Linked DNA regions of Sus scrofa: region 2 is linked to region 1. A link is a contact called in public Hi-C data. All regions are on one chromosome and are shown on one strand. The core of a region is the stretch at or near the end of the contact, and the rest is flanking DNA. Distances in the headings are between cores, read along the strand shown. Region 1 overlaps CD101 (immunoglobulin superfamily member 2). Region 2 has its middle 26 kb from the start of CD2.

The links. A called contact is a pair of places that touch in the nucleus more often than the background predicts.
Region 2: a contact with region 1 is called in a Hi-C map of omental adipose tissue, with 2.2 times the contacts expected there. A contact is called at or near these places in 15 of 47 Hi-C or Micro-C datasets (brain, embryonic fibroblasts, fetal heart ventricle and 10 more).

The regions. Positions count from the first base shown.
Region 1 is chr4:103,697,275-103,703,370 of Sscrofa11.1, forward strand. The region is part of intron 8 of CD101 (immunoglobulin superfamily member 2); the gene reads right to left. LOC110260337 (a long non-coding RNA gene) reads left to right here. Exons shown (of 2, transcript XR_002343470.1): 2 at 634-1,483. Among named protein-coding and RNA genes, the nearest start is that of TTF2, 24 kb to the left of the region's middle.
Region 2 is chr4:103,948,376-103,954,471 of Sscrofa11.1, forward strand. No RefSeq gene overlaps it. Among named protein-coding and RNA genes, the nearest start is that of CD2, 26 kb to the right of the region's middle.

The sequences.
Region 1 (6,096 bases), core at 1,172-3,671:
GGAGCCCAACAGCAGTGGGCCCCTTAAATCACACGTGAGGAGCAAAGGAAAGGGCGCCGGGGAGGAGCCCGCGCCTGGCTGGCCTCTCCCAGCCTGACTCCCCCTCGCCCAGCAATTTCCACCCACCCGAGGTTCAGATGACCTACTTAAAACTAACAGCCAGGAAGAAAAACAAAACAAAAAAGAAAACCTCTCCTTTAATCTTCTCTCCCCAGAAAAGATATCTATAATTCAACCCTCGTTCCCAACTCTGTTGCCAGTCCTGAATTTTTAACTGAGTTATTCCCTCTGCTGCTTCTGACACACACACACACACACACCCAGCAGCAGCAGCAGCAGCATGTACATGGAAGAAGCACCATCCCTTCCCGAATTTCCACATTGGTCTTGCGCCGCCCCCCCGGGGAACCAGCCCACTCAGTCCCTCCCCCGCTTCTCTCCCTGTTGCCTCTGGGTCCTGCTGGTCTCGTTCCCCAGCACACTGGCCTTCCTACCTTGCCTCAGGCACAGTTTTTTGCCTCTTTCTATCCTCTTCTCACACACGCCTTTGTTTAGACCTCTTTCACTCCCTTTTAAGCGTCTCTGTCATCACAGTGACTTGCGGATGTCTGATGGTGTCCTTTGTTTCTATAGCCCCTGCAGTGCCCAGCACCTGTGCTTGACCAGTTTGCTGATCTGAATTAAACCCGATCGATGGACTGCAACCACATGGGCAACGTCTGGGCTACTATAAAAAGCATGCTGAAGCCCTTGGCAGCTGCAATCCACAGGGAAGCGCTCTCCGCACACAGACAGGAGAGCACGCACTAGGGCTCCCGAGTGGTTCCTGGCCACACAGCCGGGGAAGCAAAGGGGAGGGGGCCGCACACACCACAGGCTCCAGGAAGCAGCATCTGGAGTTACCAGTAGAAGGACAGGGATTTACGGTCTCTAGATGCTTTAAACGACATCAACTGCTAAATGTACTCTTCTGGCTACATTTATTGATGACAGGATATTTGGAAATCAGGGCGGTTCTGAAAAATCTGAGGCGAATAAGGAGCTGTGCTTTTATAGGAAAATTGTAATGACGTAAGCAGTTTCTTCTTCAGAGGTTCAGCTACAGGAGTCGTGGGATGACAGGAGGCTTAGACATGAAGATAACAGGTTTGGAGGTCCATGTGCCAACCTCGTGTCGCCCGAATTCCGTTTCTGGCACTGCTGATGCCTTCTGCACCTTGCAGAACATCCGTGTTGGAAGTCAAAGAATCTAAACCTGGGCCCTGCATTATCAACTCCTGGAGGAGAGGGCCTATGTCTTGGGCATCTTCTTCCTCTGTGCAGCACTTTGTTCATAGGTCATCCATGGAAACCAAAGAATGGATCAATTGCATGAGTGATTTGCACACACAGGAACCCAGAGGTGCTTGCCATCGTGTTACCCAGAATAAAGGCTGGCACTGAGCCTTGGGCTGGTGGCTCAGAACAGGGCTGGCAAAAGGAGCGACAGGGGTTTGTTGCCTGGATTTTCTCTGATCTCATTTAGATTCTCCACCCTAAGTTTGTTTTTGGTTTATTTTCTTTTCTTTGTATGGTTTTTGTTTTGAAAAAGTGGGCTAGATTTTTCATTCTTTCTCACATCCTCTCCACATCCTACCTGACCCTACTCTCCAAGGCCCCGCTCGACTCCAGTAGTTCTCCCAGGCCTTATCTGAATATGTTTGAAAGCTATGCTCAAGGAGGCTGGTGCTATAGAGACCGGTGGGTAAGAATTCTGGCCTTCCCTCACGCTGCTAGTGTACAGAATAGGGATTCAGCACCTGCTGTGTCTCAAAGAGAGCTGGGTTCAAGTTCTGGCTCTTCCACTTACCATGACGGACTTTGGACAAGTTTCTCATCCTCTCTAATCGTTAGTTTCCTTGTCCATCAAATACAGATAATAATTTCTAGAGTCATGAAGAGATAATGCCTAATGAAGCATTAAACAGTGCCTAGCGCACATGCTGAGTTCCAGCAAAGAATAAATATCAGCTAGAATGCTACTGAGAAGGTTAGGAAAACCACAGGCAACGTTTCCCCAGGAGACCAGGCAGAAAGCAGGGCTGGACCTGCTGATTCCTCAGCAGGGTGAAGGCTTGGCCGAGTTCTTCCAGAGCCCAAGTCTCAGCCTTAAATCTCTGATCTCTCTGCCTCGGGGCAAGGTGACATTCAGCTGAGAGTCGAATGATTACTTAGGAGGCTCTGGCTTCCTATCACCGTCATGGGAAGCAGAGAACTGGGAGGTAAGAGTCCGAGGCACCCACGGGTCCCCGTTGCTAGGGTGATGGAGAGAGGATGGGGAGATGGGGCCAGTACAGAGGAGGTAGATTTTCTGCCACAAAGACTCTAACCTGTAGCGGGAAGGGACTGCCAGAGGGCATGACTACCTAAATGGGGAGGAGGCTGCTCCACTTAGAGCAATCTGCCATCAAAGGGTGACAAAGTGTGCCCTTCATGCGGCGCGGTGCTGAACTGGCCCACAGCTAGAAACTGTCAGCTCCAGTGCTTCTGAATGACCTCTCCCGGGAGGGCAGTGTTTGCTCTGGATCCCACAGTCGCCATTCCCACCATCTGCCTCTCCCCCTATCTGGATTAGCATTAAGGACAATCAAAACCATTAAGGTCTGGCATTTTGAATCAATCCGAGGAAGTGCCCAGTGCTCAAAATACAAGGCTTGGAAGGCAGAGCCAAAACCGTAATGAGAGCCCTTCATCACAAGGTTTAGTTTGTCACTTGCTTCCTCCCACAGCCAAACACATCACAAGGAGCACCCCCTTCTGATATTTCCATAGAAACACTGACTTTAGAAGAAGGTAGAGGATGTTGGGGGGGAGTACCAACTACCACCCCCTCCAACCCCCACCCACACTTGGGCAACTGACGGTGCCAGGTATGGCCATGTGGGAGGGGTGGTTCCTGCCAAGAAATGAAAGCAGGGTTAGGGAACCGGACACAAGTGCATCCCAGAATAAATGAACCCCTGGCACCACTGGTTTCAACTCCATTGAAGACGCACTTATTCCTCAGGCATTTGCTGAGCTGCGTGCTATGCGCCAGGCCTTGTTGAGGCACCGGGGTGCGTCGACAAATGGCGTGTTCTCTCCAGAAATGTTAGTGTGATGGGGTCCATATCTCCTTCGAGGATCTACTTTCTAATTACATCCGTATCCAAATACAAGCTGGGAATTAGTAACAAAGACCGTATTACGACAACTAATTCCGCACCCTAACAGCTTTATAACCTTGCCTATTAATTAATCACAGAGAATTCTCTAGAATGAGATTTTAAAAGACTCAAATAGCCAGGACCTCTGCTTTGGCTCAGTCATAGCTAAGGAAGCAAGAGAGCAAAGACAACGCAAGGTAAATTCTGCCAAGGAAATATCTCTCAACTTTTCTGCCTTCGCATGAGCCACATGCTTCACAGTCCTATGACGTAGCCCTAAACTAACCCAACCTGGGGTTGTCGAATAGAGGTGGCGGGAAACCCTTTGAGAAGTGAGAACTGAGAGCCTATTATATCTGACCTGGATTTTGTCAAGACATAGAGCTGGCCCTTCTCGGGAGGGCAATTACACTGTGATTCAGTGAATATTTGAGCATGTTCCATGTGCCAGGCACTGTGCTGATGCTGAGAACAAGACACTCACCACTTTTGCCTGGTGATGGATGTTAGACAGGTATGAAGAGACTAAGTCACTGAGAAAGCAGCAGTTAAGTCGGTGGGGGAAGGATTAGTAGGTGTTGATCGGGGGCAGGTAACATGAAGGAGCCTTCCAATCAGGAGGTAAAAAGTTCATTCAAGATGTCAGTCACATCTTTCTCTTCTAATCTTCCTCTTCTTTCTCTCCACTGGCTCTTTTCCCTCTAGAATGTAAACGTGCTCAAGTCCCTACCATCTTCAAGCCAGAACAGAACAAAGCCAAGCTTCACAGCACCTCTTGCCATCTGTTCTTATCTTCCCTCTTTCCCCTTACATCAAAGCTCTCGAAAGCGTAACCTGGATTTCATGTGTCCACTCTCTCATTGCAGTCGAACTTTTCTCACTGCTTTCCTGTAATTGCCCTGTATTGTTAAACCCAAAGGATAGCTCCCCACTTTTATCTTAATTGGCCTCTTTGCACTAGTTGAGTCTGTTGGCTCTCTCGCCCTCTTGATGCTCTCCCGGCCTTTGGTTGCTATGATACCACCACACCCCGGTCCTCCTCCTATTTCTAGGCCACTCCTTCTGTTCTCCTTCTCAGGTTCCTCTTCTGCTGTCCCCTGATAAATGGCGGTGTATCTCAGGGGTCCATCCTTGGGCATCATTAGATGCTATAAGTTGATGACTTCTCATTTATAACTCTGGCAGAGATCCCATTTGGAAGTCCTGAAGCCTCTTGGATAGACAACCCTGGATAACTTACCAATACTCCGAACTCAATTCCAGCCCAGCTTATTCAAAATGGAACTCATCTTCCCCTTCAGACCTTCCTTTTATATTACCTCATTTAGTGAATGTCCCCACTATCCACCAATGCCAGAAACCTGCCATTCATCCTTGATTCTCTTCTTCTGTTCATTCACCCCCACATACACCTAGTCAGTCTCCAAATCCTGAAGGCTACATCCAACACGGAATGCCTGTCTTTCTCTGAGCCCTTCTGGGCACTGCCTTAATCCAGGCCTTCATTCTTCTCTCTCCTGGGTCCCTTCAATCAATTTCAAATAGTTCTCCCGACTCTGTGCCTGCCTCCCTTTCAATTCATTTCAAACACTGCTCCCAGGGGGAGCTTACTAAAATGCAAACCTGATGTGTCACTCCTCCGCGTGAGCTCGTGCAGTGACACTGTCACTTCCACGATCAGGCTCACCTGCCCTTGCTCCGTGCCCAAGACCCATTTGAGATCCACACGCTCTCCGTCTCACTAGCATCCTCTCCTGCCATCCCGCCACGGTTCCTCTGATCATCTTGCATAACCTTCCTTTTCTTGAAGTATGCGCCTTCCTTTTTACGGGTCCCATACCCTGGGCACCTTCCCAGATCACCCTTCATCCCAGCCCTGCTTCTGCCCCTTCCTCAGTATCCTGAGATTGTCTTTTATGACACGTATCACGCTGGACTTTTTACCTCTTCCACCAGACTCTGAGCTCTGCAGGAACAGACACTGTAATACATTTTCTGTGTGTCCTTAGAACCTCATATAGTTATTTGTTGAACAAATTAAATGATTTTTTCACATAAATAGGTGTGTGTTTGTGTGTGTGTGTGTGTCTGTGTCTGTGTGTGTAGCATGTTTTGAAGCATGGGGGGAAGGACTTAACATTTGTTGAGCACTTACAATATGTCAGGAACTGTGCTAAATACGTTACATGCATTTGTATCATGACCCTCACTTTATGAGAAAGCCAAATCATCAAGGTGTGATTTCACAGCTCGGACGGAGATGATAGAGCTGCAATTTGAGCCTTGGCTTGTCCACTTCCAAACCCTGGGATGTTTTCATCCTCCCACACTGTCTCCACAACTACCAGAAAGGAACAGCCAGGCAGAGGAAGCAAGATGCTAGATTACAAGGACTGGCTTGGGAACACTTAACTGCACTTATAACGAAAACCCTCTGGTGGTCATGGCCCAGGCTTTCAAGCTCCTTCAATTGTGAAGAATACAAAGACCGTTTGGTTTTCAACGTTTTCTTTCCAGAGTCCACCTTTTTATAACCTTACACCCGTTTTATAAGAATTCCACAAAGATGAACAGTATATAAATATATGCTGTGAACAATCCCATCTGTCTTGGAGGAGATATGCTTTTTAGTCACAGAATATATGCTTTTTACAGTTATTATCTATTTGTTCTATTACAATAACTGCTGAATCTACAGAGCCTAGGAATTCCAGTGAGGAATCATGTATGAAACATGCTCAGGGTGGGGACTTTCTATAATTGTTGAAATGGAAGAAAAGCTGATAGGAAGATAAATTTGGCCTGGACACTTGGGAGAAGAATTCTGCTGGAGAATAGACAGGGGAAGGGAATGACGGACCCCCAGCGGACAAGCTAGATCACTTTGACTTCCACGCTACAAGCCTCGCTG
Region 2 (6,096 bases), core at 1,101-3,600, 250 kb after region 1:
GATTTTATATGCTCATTAATGCCAACAAAAATTCAGAATTGGAGTTCCCACTGTGGCACAGTGGGTTAATAGTCTGACTGCAGCAACTCAGGTCACTATGGAGGTGTGGGTTCGATTTCTGGCTGTGCGCAGTGCGTTAAAGATCTGGCTTTCCTGCAGATGCAGCGTAGGTCTCTGCCACAGCTCAGATTTAATCCCTGGCCCAGGAACTTCCATGGGTGTGACCTCAGTTACCTAATGCTACCTCTGTAGTGACATGGTTAACCCAAAAGCTGTTTGCGTTAGGCTATAACAATGACTTTTGGCAATTTTGCTTTAGCTGTGGTTAAAAATTGGTACTTCTTTTCTAAGTACACACTGGTTTTTAGCAATATAAATTGTGGGAAACGAGTTCCCTGGTGGCTCAGTAGGTTAAAGATCTGGTATTGTCACACTGTGACTCAGGTCATTGCTGTGGCATGGGTTCCATCACTAGCCTTGGAACTTCCTCATGCCACAGGTGTGGCCTCAAAAAAAAAAAAAAACCCAAACAAAAAAAACCCCCGGAATTGTCTCATTCTTCACTCTGTTGCCCTCCTTATCCACTCTGCAAAGTCTGGTCATATTCGAGCAGTCACAGGGCTATCCCTCCACACCTTCACTGTATCGCATGCTCTTATTGTGGATGCTCTTGAGAGCCCTTAACAACTCAGGGGTTCAGATTCCTGGGCTGAAGTTATAACAGTTCATTGTGCAGAGCCCCAAGCCAGGTGCTCCCACATCTCAGGACAGCAGGCAGAAGAGAGGGCTGGTTATCCGTCCCCAGCCTCTCTAGGAGCCCTAAAGAGATGCCACACTCCAGGACCAGCCACAAGCATAGCATGGCTTGAGCAAGTACAAGGAAAAGGGCTCTGAGACAGTCCCTGCCCTGTTCCTCGCACACTTGCTGAAATTCCTCAAGGGCACCAGGCTTCTCCATAAATTGCACTTGGCCTGCTGAGGGGGATGTGTGTGACTGCATTTTCAGTGAGGAGTAAATGATGGTGTGGGATCCTGTCCTGAGAGGAAGCAGAAACAGATGAGGCTCCGAGAAGCTGCCAGAACCCACAGGACAGGGAGGGTAGAGGGAAAAGAAAGTTCCCTGTGGAGAGTGCCCCCTCAGGACTGCTCCCCCTGAGAAGAGCTCCCCTCAGCACCCTTCCAGAAGTGCCCAGCTCACCCCAGAATCTCCACTGAGGAGACACCCCCTGAGGGGCCCCCTGGGGAATCTCCCGAGGAGAGCTCCCTGGAGGATGGCTTCTGCTGAGCAAGGCTCCTCTGGCCTCTTCCCCAGATTCTGCCCCTGGGCTCTGGGTTGAGGAAATACTTTCCCTTCTCCTACAGGGGACTTTCCTCCTTAGCAGGGCAAAGATTCCCCTTTCGCTTTCAGGGCAGCTCTTGGAGGCCCAGTGGGGCACCATGGGCCTGACAGCTGCTTGGAGTGCCAAGGCCAGCGGTCCTGTCCGCCTGGGCGCCATTCCTCTGTGCCGGGCCCTGAGGCCTGGTATGCTCTGAGCACAGCTGGCCTCAGGCAGAGTTCAGAGAGGGCAGAGTTGCCCCACTCCCCTCCCCACTGACTCTCCTCCCCCTAATCTACACACTAGGTCCCCCAGTCTCATTCTGCTATTTTCAGACCCCCAGCTCGCAGTGCCAACATGCCCTTCCCACACAAGAAGGCTGCTCTTCTGGGAGGACGTGCATTCTAACAGGGCTCAGAGGTGAGTGGCTTTCCCCGCACTCAGGAAAAATAAGCATGCACCGGTCCCATCTGCTTCCCGTTGAAATGAAAATGAAAAATAGAAAAGTGCAACCTTAAGATCTGGAATATGAGGAGTTCCTGTTGTGGTACAGCAGAAACAAACCCAACTGGGATCCATGAGGATGTGGGTTTGATCCCTGGCCTCGCAGAGTGGGTTAAGGATTCGGTGTTGCCATGAGCTGTGGTGTAGGTCGCAGAGGTGACTCTGATCCCATGTTGCTGTGGCTGTGGTATAAGCTGGAAGCTGCAGCTCTGATTCCACCCCTAGCCTGGGAACTTCCATATGCTGCAGGTGCGGCCCTAAAAAGCAAAAAAAAAAAAAAAAAAAAAAAAAAAAACCACCACAAATCTGGAATATCTACATTACTGAATAAAAGCATGTCAGTGATGAAACTGGCATGGCTCCTTAATCATTAGAAAGCCACAACATTCATCCTGAAATCATTGGCCAGGCTGACAGTAGCTTTGAGTTCTCAGGTTGTCAACGCTTCTCATTGAAAAACTCTTTACCAGTGGGATTTCAGTTATCAGCAGATGGGATGGGAGCCACCTGGTGGTGGTGAGGCAGTGGGGCGTCCTGGCCTGCCAGAAGGCACACTGGCAGGCTCTCTTTGGGCCTAGCCCTTCAACATGGATCTCTGAAGCATACAAGGGACTTCTACCTTCTTAAAGCTTCACAGAAGACCCCTGCCCAGGGAGGGGCATGGTATTACACACTGATGACAGGGCTATTCCCTCAGCAGGAATGTTTGCTGTTTCTTGTTCCCCTCACATTCCTAGGGAAATGTGTTTCTCTGAGTAACCAGTAGTCACAGTGAATCCCTTTATCAGCTCTGTGAGGGCAGGTGTTGACCCAGTGATCCGTCTAGGTCACAGATAGCTTGCCTTTTCCTGTCAGGGCTTGCCTCCCCGGTGGACACATTAATGTGGGATCTTTCTTTTTTCTTTTTTGTCTTTTTGCCTTTTCTAGGGCCGCACCCATGGCATATGGAAGTTCCCAGGCTAGGATTGAATCAGAGCTGTAGCCGCCGGCCTATGTCAGAGCCACAGCAGTGTAGGATCCGAGCCACATCTGTGACCTACACCACAGTTCACAGCAATGCCGATCCTTAACCCACTGAGCAAGGCCAGGGATCGAACCCACAACCTCATGGTTCCTAGTTGGATTTGTTAACCACTGTGCCACGATGGGAACTCCCTGGGATCTTTTCATTTAAACATCTAGCCATCTTACTTCAGATAATTCTGGTGTCATCAGGCAGTTGCTAATGTTAGCACTTAAGTCTTGAGGCATATGTTACCAGCTTTGCCTGAACAGCATCTTCAAGTCAATGGCCTGACCTTGAAGCAGCAACAAAGTGAAGCAGCTAGAGTCTCTGTGGGCTGCTCTCTGGCAGGAAATCCACCCCTCAGACCACCTGCCTTTTCCCACTGCCTTTTGAGAACCTACTTTCAGTCTACTGTTTGTGAAAAGATTAAAGTTTTCATACTGACATTTTTGTTTTCTAGAAAATGCTTCCCTAGTTTTTCAAGCTCACTCCATGTGGCATCAGGTAACGTGAGTGGGGTATCTGTCTTGGGTCCCCAGGCTCGTCACTGGCTGCCACCTGCTCACTTCTTGTGGTTGGTCCTGGTCATCTCCTCACCTGTGGACACAGCACTGTCCCATCCTGTTCCTGATGTGAGAAGAACTTATACATTGATTATGCTGTATGTGGCCTTTTTTTTTTTTTTTTTTTGGTCTTTTCTAGGGCTGAACCCACAGCATATAGAGGTTCCCAGGTTAGGGATCTAATCGGAGCTGTAGCTACCGGCCTACGCCACAGCCACAGTTGTAGGATCCGAGCCGCGTCTGCGACCTACACCATGGTTCACGGCAACGACGATCCTTAACCCACTGAGGGAGACCAGAGATCGAACCTGCAACCTCATGGTTCCTAGTTGGATTCGTTAACCGCTGCGCCACGACGGGAACTCCAGGGATATGGCTCTTGAAGCAAGCCTCTGACTCCTGAACCAGTCGTATCTGGGGCAAAAGTATTTTAAAGATTAAATGAATCAATTTATTTAAAAATATTTATTGAGCACCCACTATGTTTCAGGCACCATACTAGGTACTGGTGACTCTGAGGCAAACAAGAGAGACCCAGGGCACATAGCCTGGCACAAAAAGGCAGCATTGAGCATGTGACTGCTCTAAAATGTTGGGAAGGTTGTAAAAGGGGACAATCGGGTGGTGCTGTGAGGAGTTCAGGGGGAGGGGCTAGAACTCCAGTTTGTTAGGGAACATGGTTGCAGTTGTAGGTAAGAAGAGTGATACTTAATCTGGACAAATGAAAGTTAGCCAAATAAAGTGGCAGGGCTGGCATATGCAAAGGCCTGGAAGTGAGAGTGTAAAGATATTTAAAGAACCGAATAAAGTTCATATGCCTAGAACTTAGTGAAGGGGTAGATGTGAGGAGATGCTTGAGAGACAGGGAGAAGTCAGCTTGGGAAGTGCTTCTAAAAATGGCAGTAAAGGAGTTCCCTGGTGGCTCAGCAGGTTAAGGATCCGGTGTTGTCACTACTTTCGCTCAGGTCACTTCTGTGGCACAGATTTGATCCCTGGCCCAGGAACTTTCACAAGCTGTGGGCGCAGCCAAAAAAAAAAAAAAAAAAAAACTTCAGTGAAGAGTTGAGCCTTTTCTTAGAGGACATGGAAATAAGATGGCTCTTAGGCAGCACTGATATTTTATAACATTTTTTTAAGATTACCATTTATTCACTGCTGTAATAAAGAGAGCAGAGCATTCACGTCTGAGCACCAGACTCTCCACAATCTCATACCTACAAGCCAAATATAAACCTTATGCCACACAAGTATATCATAACGTTCTCGGGCAGGAAATGAAATTACAGCAGGAGAGCAAAGACCTAATGGCATCCTAACATCTTTGCCCTTAGTTCTGCAGTTGTTTCCAGACTCTGATTGTCTCATATTTGTATGGATGGTTTTTGCTGGCCTGACTTTTGGTTTCTCATTTAGTCTTAGATCTGCAAAAAATGTCTCATTGTTCTGGAATAGTCAATAGACCTACCCACCCCAATTTTCCTTTCAGTTTTTTTTTTCCTTTGGTAAAATAATTATAGATTCGTAGAAAGTTACAAAACAGTACCTAGAGTCCAGGAAATCCCTCACCCAGCTTTCTCCAATGATGGCATCTTTTATAACAGTATTACAATATCAAAACCAGGAAGTAGATATTAACACAATCACGTTGACTGAATCACAGATTTTATTTGGTCTTCACAGGAACACATGGACTGTATGTGTGTGTAGTTCTATGAAGTTGAGTCCTATGTACAGATTTGTGTAATTACTACACTGAAAATACTAAATTGTTGCATCATCATAGAGAATTCCCTCATCTATTCCTTTATAATTGGTCTCCCTTGGCAAACGCTTATCGTTAGCAGTACTGTTTTTAAGATGTCTCTTTGTTGCTGTGTACTCATTCAATTTGTTGTTGATTGCATAAAATTCTACATAAGCACCATATTTTACTTATCCATTCTCTTGGTCACCATCAGGTTACCTATAGTCCAGTTCTTTGTAAGAACAGCTATAATGGGCTTGTGCAGGTATTTCTCTAAGATACATACATCCAGAGATGGACTGGTCAGTCAAATGCTGTGTGAATCCTTCATTTGACTGCACTGCCAGATGGCTCAAAACACATCCTTTTGACTACAGCTAAATACTTGGCCACATCTAGTAGCAAGGATGGATGGGAGATGTAGTCTTTACCTTGGCAACAATGTCAAGGTCAACTTTTATCATTAGAAGTAGACCAATTAGCAACCATGGCTGGATCTTCTACTCCTACTAATACCAAGGCTTTTAACCAAATGTTTTGGTGTTTTTTTTCATACACTAATATAATCATGATTTTTCTCCTTTCAGCTTTTTAGTAATTTTATTGACAGATTATTTTTATGTTGATGTTTCCCTGCATTTGTTGGATAAACTCTACTTGACCATATTTTTAAAAATATAACGTTGGCTTTGTTAAATTTCATCTAGAATTTTAAAATCTACATTCATAAGTGAAATGAACTCACACTTTCCTTTCTATATTAATCTTACTCAGTTTTGGAATCAGGATTATTTTAACCTCAAAAATTGACCTGGGCAGTTTTCACACTTTGTTTTCTTAAATCACTTGTATAAGGTAGAAATTAATGCTCCATGGACATTTCATAAAAGTCACCTGTAAAAATACAAGAGCTTTTTTTTTTTTTTTAGAGTGAGACCTCTGATAATATATCAGTTTCTTTAA